3 separate regions of the Zea mays genome follow, and regions 2 and 3 are each linked to region 1. The links are chromatin contacts, called in public Hi-C maps. All regions are on one chromosome and are shown on one strand. Each heading gives the region's core, a stretch centred on a gene start, on an enhancer-like site or on the middle of the called end of the contact. The rest is flanking DNA. Distances are from core to core; before and after follow the strand shown. Region 1 holds the start of LOC100281581 (pectate lyase 12). Region 2 holds the start of LOC100191864. Region 3 holds the start of LOC100126928.

The links. Hi-C and Micro-C count contacts between places; a contact is called where the count stands out from the background.
Region 2: a Hi-C map of tassel shows a contact between it and region 1, with 2.7 times the contacts expected there. The contact joins the promoter of LOC100191864 here to the promoter of LOC100281581 in region 1. A contact is called at or near these places in 2 of 25 Hi-C or Micro-C datasets (ear and tassel).
Region 3: a contact with region 1 is called in a Hi-C map of tassel, with 2.9 times the contacts expected there. The contact joins the promoter of LOC100126928 here to the promoter of LOC100281581 in region 1. A contact is called at or near these places in 4 of 25 Hi-C or Micro-C datasets (bundle sheath, ear, leaf and 1 more).

The regions. Positions count from the first base shown.
Region 1 is chr1:240,984,988-240,987,971 of Zm-B73-REFERENCE-NAM-5.0, reverse strand. LOC100281581 (pectate lyase 12) reads right to left here and starts at 1,573. Exons shown (of 3, transcript NM_001411831.1): 1 at 1,143-1,573; 2 at 1-1,044. The coding sequence starts at 1,023.
Region 2 is chr1:240,563,792-240,566,775 of Zm-B73-REFERENCE-NAM-5.0, reverse strand. It overlaps LOC100191864, which reads left to right and starts at 1,455. Exons shown (of 10, transcript NM_001367159.1): 1 at 1,455-1,669.
Region 3 is chr1:240,722,126-240,725,109 of Zm-B73-REFERENCE-NAM-5.0, reverse strand. It overlaps LOC100126928, which reads left to right and starts at 1,508. Exons shown (of 26, transcript NM_001367427.1): 1 at 1,508-1,713; 2 at 2,862-2,984. The coding sequence starts at 2,929.

The DNA of each region.
Region 1 (2,984 bases), core at 324-2,823:
GGAGGCCTTGCCGTAGATGTCCTCCATCCCCTCGCCGGAAGGCACGAAGAAGGCGCCGTTCACCATCATGTCGCCCTCCGTCCGCCAGTTCCACCCGGCCCACTGCCCCTCCGCCGTCTCCACCCGCTTCGTCACCTCCTTGGCGTTGGGGTCGGCCGGCGCGATGTAGCGGTTGCCCTGGCTGTTGATGGTGGGGCCGGCGCTGCCGCCGATGGCGTACATCTCCCACGACGTGTAGTCGTTGTTGACGATGTGGAAGTAGCCGCGTCGGCAGCGGGGCATCCGCTGCACCAGCCCCGGGCCGAACCGGTTGAAGGCGATGGTGACCTGCATCCCGGAGTCGGGCAGGTACGCGTCGCTGGCGCCCAGCAGCATCACCTCGTCGTGGTGCGCGAAGTAGCTGTTGGACACGGTGATGGCGGTGGACCCCATGATGGCGTCCACCAGCCCGTCCGCGCACCGCCACAGCGCGCAGTGGTCCACCCACACGTCCCGCGCGCCGAACAGCGAGATGCCGTCGCCGTCCGACCGCGTGCGCCACCCGTAGTGCGTCGGCGACGACCGCACGTCGGCGTTCCCCGCCGGCACGCAGTCGTGCACGTGCACGTTGTGGATGATCACGTTCGACACGTACTGCAGCGTGATGCACGCGCCGCCGCCGCCCACGTGCACGCGCGCGCCGCGCCCGTCGATCGTCTTGTAGCTGTTCACCAGCAGCTCCTCGTTCAGCCGGATGGCCATGTCCGACGCGAACACGATCCACAGCGGGCCCTCCTGGATGGCGGCGTGCCGGAGCGTGCCAGGGGACGGGTTCACGGGGTCGCGGTCCGACGGGTCCGTCACCACGTACACCGGCCCGCCCTTGCCGCCCAGCGCGTTGCGCCCGAACCCGATGCCGCAGTCCGCCAGCCGCTGCCGGTCCTGCCGCCAGTCCGTCCCCGCGCACCGCCAGCAGTCGTCGATTGGGTTGCCCGTCAAGCACCCGCCGCCGCCGCCGCCGCCGCCGCCGCCGGACTCCTGCATCCGCCGCCGCGACGTTGCCACCTTGCTGCCCGTGATAGCCATCGCACATTCAGCGTCAGCGAAACCTTTGCTTCGCAGCAGCAGGAACTAGAAACAGACGGAACTCGGGTGGGGCGTACCTGTGCAAGTCGGCGACGACGGCAGCGGGGTCGGGGAGCGAGGAGTTGAGGAGAGGAAAGGCCGAGGCTTTGGCGGCGGCTGCCAGCAGCAGGAGGGAGAGGGCAATGCCGGCGGATTTGGGAGCTCGGGCCATGGTTCCTTGGCGGATTAGATGGGCCAGAGCCAAGATGCAGTGGGATTTATAGCAATGCAGGGGAGTGCGAGCGGAGTGAGGATAGTGGTGGGGGCATGGATTCAGCCATTCCAGGTCTTGGGACCGAGATCTGGAGCTTGGGGTTGGGGGCAGCAATGGCAATGGGGGCAGTGGATATGGGAGCGAGTGTGAATGGGGAAAGGGGGTGAACGAACTGAGGAGCAGAGAGGGGAGGGATAAACTTGTGAAGAGAGAGAGAGAGAGAGAGAGAGAGAGAGAGAGAAGGGAGGGAGGTGTTTTGGAATCACCTGGGGGAGATTGCTTCCTTGACGTGAAGGGAAGGGCCGAAGGGAGAGTGCGTGGGACGGAGATACTAGCACCACAACGGTAGATAAAATGCAAAATTGAGCGAAGTGGGTGAGCAAGACGGCTGCGACGCATTTCTTCTTTTGTTTCTCTACTTTTTCTTGAATGACGCGATCCATTCCTTGTTTCCCATTTTTTTATCATGTCTTGTTCAGTGGAGCTAAGAAAAGTATAACCCCTCGATTATTACTCCCTCCGTGAAGAAACACATGTAGCTTGTCAATATTGAAAATTCGACTAAATTTGTTTACTATTTATGGTACCAAGTACTTACAAGATGTAGTAGCTCGAGTACGATTTAAGTCAGGTTTAACCCGATTCAGCTTCTCTACGTCAGAGAGGACGATTCAGCTTCTGGCAAAAAGGAAAGGACTAGCTAGTTTTAAGGTAATGGCATGCTTGCCACTGCAATCATCCTCAGGATGGGATTACCATGCCCGCGAGAGATCGCCTTCCCCTGAAGCGTGAAAGCACGGATTCCACTGCAGCTAATATTCTTCAGAAACCGGCGTGACCGTAGGACACGTCAACGTCATCTTTACTTGCCAAACCCAAAACCGGATCCCTGGCATCCACCGAGTACCAAGAATCGGCGGCGCGTAAGCTACAAAACAAAACCCTTTGCGTCCGTAGACTCTTCATTCCAAAAAGGAGACTTCTATCCAGGGGCGGATTCAAGCACTAGGCCATCCGGTCCATGGCCCCGGGCCTAGCCCATCTAACTCGAACAGGCCTATATACTCTTATGACATTTTTCTTTTCTAATTTACCTAGCGGGCCCTCCAACTCTCTCTCCCTCGCAGGGATGACAATTTTACCCGCGGGTTCGGGTATCCACGGATATCCGATCCGCCGGTTTCGGGTTCGGGTACGAATTTAACCCGCGTGTCTCACCCATACCCGACCTGTGATAAAATCGGGTCGGGTACGGGTTTAATCTTTTACCCGCGGGTACTAGCGGATATCCGAAATTTCCAGTTTTCATTTTTTCAGCCAACCAGAAATTGGCCGGCCCAGCCCAATGTCCTTTATTCAATCACCCAGGAACCCTAGTTTCTCTCTCACGGTCTCACCTCACGCAGTCACAGGTCACGCACAAACTCAACCACCACTCCACCAGCCGCCAGAAAGCAGAAACCGCTCCAGCGCTCCTGCTCCTCGCCGGCGTCGACCCTGCCGTGGTGCCGCACTGTCGCCTGCGTGGCTGGCTGGCTGCGTCCCTGCCCGGCTACCCCAGCTACCTGGCCGCCACCCGCCACCGCCACTCCGCCAGCGAGGAGCGAGATCCAGGCAAGGCGAGGCGACCAGACGAGTGCGGGCGTCCCTGCTGCCCGTGATGGCG
Region 2 (2,984 bases), core at 206-2,705, 420 kb after region 1:
GTAATCATTTAGCCACTCCTTCGAGTCCATTTTTTAACGATTATATGTGGACATATGTTGTGCCTATGTAAAATTTCATAAATTTCTTAGGCTATTTGTGTATTATTAATTTGTTTCTACAGAAGACCATCAAAATACAATTAAATTCATAAAGTATTCTAGTGTTGACCGAAAATTGAAAATGAGTTACCAAGACTAATAAACATTCTATAAGAATATAACCACAAGTCCCCACATGAAAATGACAAAGTGAAGTATTGGTTATATTGAAACTTGTATACTTATAGTGATTTCAGGTGTAACTTATGCAACAAGTGGAAGAGAAATGGAATAATCACTCACATCTTGTTGCACCTTTGTAAAATATCGATGACATCTTGCAACAAGTGTAACTTATAGTGATTTCACGTGTAACTTATGGTCTAAACATTTTTGAGAATTATATATGGACATATGTTGCGCCTCTGTAAAATTTCATGAATTTTGAGGCTATTTGTGTATTATTATTATTTTTCAAAAAATCATTAAAATACAATTAAATTCATAAAACATTTTAGATTCGACCAAAAAATGCAAACAAGTTACCAAGTGTAATAAACATTCTATAAGAAGATAACTTCAAACCCCCATATGAAAATGATAAAGTGAAGTATTGATTATGTTGAATCTTAAATACTTAAAATAATTTCACATGTAACTTATACAACAAATGAAAGTGAGATAGAAGAAATCATGACATCTTTGTGAATTTTATGGTCCAGACATTTTTAGAATTATATGTGGACATTTGTTGCGACTCCGTTATTTTTTATGAATTTCTAAGGCTATTTGTGTATTTTAAATTTCTTTCTGCAGAAAAGCATAAAAACAATTAAATTCGTAAAATATTTTAGTGTCTGTCAAAAATACAAATAAACATTCTATAATAAGATAACCTCAAGTCCCCACAAAAATTATAAAGTGAAGTATTGATTACATTGAAACTTAGATACTTAAAGTGATTTCATGTGTAACTTACGCAATAAGTTAAAATGAAATAGAAATAATGATGTTATACCATAGATTTTATGGTACAAACATTTTTTAGGATTATATATGAACATATGTTGTGGCTACTTAAAATTTCATTAATTTCTGAGGCTATTTTCGTATTATTATTTTTTTCTTCTTATGAAAATCATCAAAATGCGTGCAACCCCTGATTTCAAGTCGTCGGTCGGTCATGAGATGCCGACTTGGGAGCTCGGTTCGACTTTTCTGGCAAGTCGGTCGACTTACCAGCGACTAGAATATATTAGTCGACTAGTCGTCGACTTAGTCGAACTAGTCGGCCTACTTGCCCCTAATTCGGCCCAAACATCAGAAAGGCCCATTAGTCCATTACACACCATAAACCCTAAACCCAACAGCAGCCTCTAGTCCCTCACATCGACCTGCCCGTCGCCAGCCCCTCACGTTGTCCTGCCCACCGCCAGCCCCTCCTCTGCCCCCCGCCGGCCGCCCACCTCCAGCCCCACCTCTACCCGCCGCCCTCCTCTGGCCGCCTCCCCTCCTCTGGCCGCCGCCCAGGCACCCACCGCCAGCCGTCGAGGCCTGCACCGCCCTCTAATCACCGCCCAGGCGTCCACCTCTGACTGCCGCCCACCTCCAGCCGTCGAGGCTTCTGGTGGTGAGTCCTGTGCCGCCCCTCTGCACGCCCTGACAAGTCTAAGCAACCTGCACCGCCCTCACAAGTCACAGCAAGCCCTAGGGATATGGAAGATGTAGCTGTAGATCGACCACAAGGGGAGTCAGGAATCCAGCAGCCATATGATCCAGCTAAAGATACTAAGAGAAAGGCAAAATCGAAGGATCCGGCATGGAACTATTGTTATTGGCCGGATTTGAACAAAAAAGATGTGGTCCCTATGCACCACTTGCGTAGAGTGTAAAACTGATATATCAGCCGTGCTCACGGTCAAGATGTGACACCTGCGTAGAGTGTAAAACTGATATATCAGCCGTGCTCACGGTTATGAGCGGCTCGGACCCTCACATGAGTAACTTCTGGAATTAAACTTAATCTGTCATTTGCATTGCATTGTGTGTCTTATTCAATGATTTCAAGTCGCCTGGTCGAACACTGGGGCCGACCAGGCGACTAGTTGCGATTAGGCGACGACCAGGGCGATTAGTCGACCCCTAGTCGGTCCTAGTCGGATCTCTGGTCATCCTAGACCTTTTAGACTAGTCATTATACTTATATAGGTATAAACAACATGATATACAAAATAACAGGTAGAGGTACAAGTCACTAATCGGCAGTCGGCTTAGGATTAGAACAGCAACAACCATTAGTGTTTGATCACTGGTGGGAGACACAGACATAATAGAACTACAGATATGGGGGGGTGCGGAAAGGGAGCAGGGGGACCTTGAGATGATGAGATGATCTCGTCACTGGTGCTGGAGACGCTGGTGATCTAGAGTAGCCGTCGCCCGCCGGTGATTTGGACTCTAGAGTTCTGAACTGGAGTTGTGGAGCAGGCGAGCAGGCAGAGGGGCGCATGTGATTGGAGCAGGCGAGCTACTGCCGGTGATTGAGTTCGGGCAGAGAGGATAACTAGCGCTGGAGAGTGGAGACACCGGTGATCTGGACCTCTGGAGCAGTCGCCGGTAGAGGAACACCTGCAGGGTTTAGGCAGCCTTAGGGTTTTAGCAGAGGAGAGGAGAGGCAGAACTTAATGTTCTTGTAGATGGGCGAAAACATTGGTCTTGTAGCCCAACACAAAAATCCTAGCACCAACGACTAGAAACTGGAAAAACGGACGACTAATCGCCCTTATCGTCGACGATCAGGACGACCAAGGTCCCTAATCGAGTCGTCCGGCTAATCGGCTGTTAACAGGCGACCAACCCGACTAATCGCGATTTATCGCGATTAGTCGGACTGAAATCATTGGTCTTATTATTAATTGTGATCAATTATTTAATTAGGTTGGTAT
Region 3 (2,984 bases), core at 259-2,758, 260 kb after region 1:
TAATAACTCTAATGTGTCATGAGAGCAGTGCTTCATTTTTGCTGCAGCCAATTCAACGAAAAATCGATGGGTAGAGTTCGGTATTGTGGGTGGCGGGCTACAACTGCACTGAATACCATTTGGAATTGGAAATATCTCTAATTCCAAATTCTTGAGCATCCAAACAATAGCATTTACTCCTGGTCAATGCTAATTCTAAATTCTAAATATCTTCGTCCAACACGGTGTACGTCACCACCACACAACTAGCGCTAGCAGCCAAAAAGGTGAGGACCGAGCATAGTAACGCGCAAAAAACACAGCTACAAGTTTGTAAGTTGATTTTTTTAGATTTTAGTGCGTGTCATCAAGTAAAATTAATTTCTATGTAGAGATAGGACGAATAGATTTCTATCCAGAAACAAGATGATTCTAATACAACATCTACACTAATGAGAGCTATATAGAGCAAAAGTTCTCCTTTGTGGTTTTTTTTTGCTTTTCATGGACACGATAAATTATACTCCCTCCGGTTTCTTATTAGTTGTCGTTTAGGACAACAACACGATCTCCAAAATATAACTTTGACTAATATTTTTATTAAAATACAAATGGACTTTTAATACATTTATACTTCTATAAAAGTATTTTTTATGACAAACTGGTGTATATAAATATCAGGTTTCAAAACTAAATAACAAAATAGTTATTTGTAGTCAAAATTTTATAAGTTTGACTTGAACCTTATCCAAAATGACAACTAATAGGAAACTGGAGGGAGTATTTATCTTACTTAGTTTAGCTAAAAAATTAATCTTATCTTAATGGCTCCTTCTTTAATTTATTCATGGATCCGCTGTTGGTTATATCTAATGTATACTAGTCCACCAACCATATTTGATGGTATTATAGCGAGACAAGTCAGCGTGATAACTTATCTCTACAAAAAATAAACTTAAAATCAAAATAGATCCTTCCCTACAAAAATTAAAATCAAAGTAGATATATGGCCAATATATATTAAATATTAAACTTCATATTTTGGCTAGGCCAATAAAGTAAGGAGTTGAAAAGAAAAGCTGCCTCTTTTTAGCTCCCGTGATTATTCGTCTTCTTTTCGCCAATGAGGTGAAATATGGGAGCATTGTTGTATGTGGTTTGAATTCATGTTAAAATTATACTAGCTTCATTTTTTATTTGACGCTAGCTAATATAATTTTACACTGTCAAATATAAAAACCAGAGGAAGTATATTTTTTTCCGCGGTCCATATAGAAGAAAAGGACCCACGTCCCTAACGCACGGCAACGATGTGAGGTTATTCGTCTTCTTTTCGCCAATGAGGTGAAATATGGGAGCATTGTTGTATGTGGTTTGAATTCATATTAAAATTATATTAGCTTCATTTTTTATTTGACGCTAGCTAGTATAATTTTACCCTGTTAAATATAAAAATCGGAGGAAGTATATTTTTTTCCGCGGTCCATATAGAAGAAAAGGACCCACGTCCCTGACGCACGGCGACGGTGTGGAACCGTGCAAACCGAGGGGTAATCGATCGTGGGAAAGTTGAAGCGTCGAGAGCACTTTTCCCTTCAGTGAGTTTGCCGCGCGCGCTGTTCCTCACTCCCCGCCCCTCATCCACGAGACCACGACGAACTTGTGCTATCGCCGCCGCCCTACGCAGGTTCCGAGGCCTTGACTGGTCTCTTGTTTGGCCGCGAGCATCACCAGGTATTCGGTATTCCCACATCTTCGCTTCACTTTCTGCTGTGCGAAACCGAGCATCCAAACCCTAACTTAAAGCTATTTGGCTATTCGATGCCTAATAACCTCACTTTTTTTTTGCAAAATTATCGGGTGTACACGTGCACATCCATCATCCATGTCGCTTTACTAGGTCCGCCCTGGTGGGCAGGCAATGCGTCGACGAAAAACCATTTCTTCAGTCCTGCTATGTTGTTCCTACTGTGTCAATCAGACTTTCGACCGGGGAGATGGTAGCATTAGCATGTTGGGTTCAAAGTTCAAACTTATGTATCTGCTCTGTACGTGTGAAAAAATAAGAAAAAAACATGGACCTGCAGTAATGACAATTTTTGCTCTGCACGTGTGGATTAATGCTGCACAATTAGTAGTAGCCAAACATTTACGAGTTTGACTGGCTAGAATATAAAAACTATCACTAAACTTGCACCACTGTACTATGGTCCTGTTTGGGACGGTTCCAGCTCCAGAAAATTCGGTGGAGTTAGTGAAGCAGGTCAATAGATGCTCCAGAAAATCATGGAGCTAAAGTTGTGATCCTTTAGAGAAAATTTTGATAAGCCATTTTGACTGTTATTTAGATTAAAATACCTTTTAAAACTATTTAAATTTATATTATAAACTACAACACTACATTGGAGCTAGAATCTGGAGCAGTCCCAAACACCCCCTATAACTTACTGCTACCATGTCATCTTATGAACTTGTTAATGGAATCCTATCATTATTCTTTAGGATTATGCTAATGTCGTGGGTATAGATAGACACAATCATTTCATGAAGGCATGGCATTTACTCAATACGCACTACTGCTGATACGCAGTTTAGGCCAATATTTCTAGGTTGCTTTTATATCTGTATTGAAGTTGACCAAATGGGAATATGATTTAATTGGTCTAGGTAACATGTATGTGTTTCAGTATTTTAAATCCGGCAGTAAACAGGGCCCTGTTTCAGTCTCATTCAACACTAAAGTGAAACCGGCAGTTGTGAGTTGTGTTTATTTATATTATCAATTTTCACTGTTCTTTTATTGTTCTGGTACCTGCACAAATCTGCATTCTTTTTTTTTGCTTATTCTCGTTTTTGTTTTTCTATTTTATTTTGTTTTGCAGTAAAATAGTCAATGTATGCAAAGTTGGAACCATATATATTTCTGTAGAGTAAATGATATAGTACTAGATGAATAGTATGGATAAGGATGGGATATTGTCTGATGAAAACTTGGCAAAGATGGA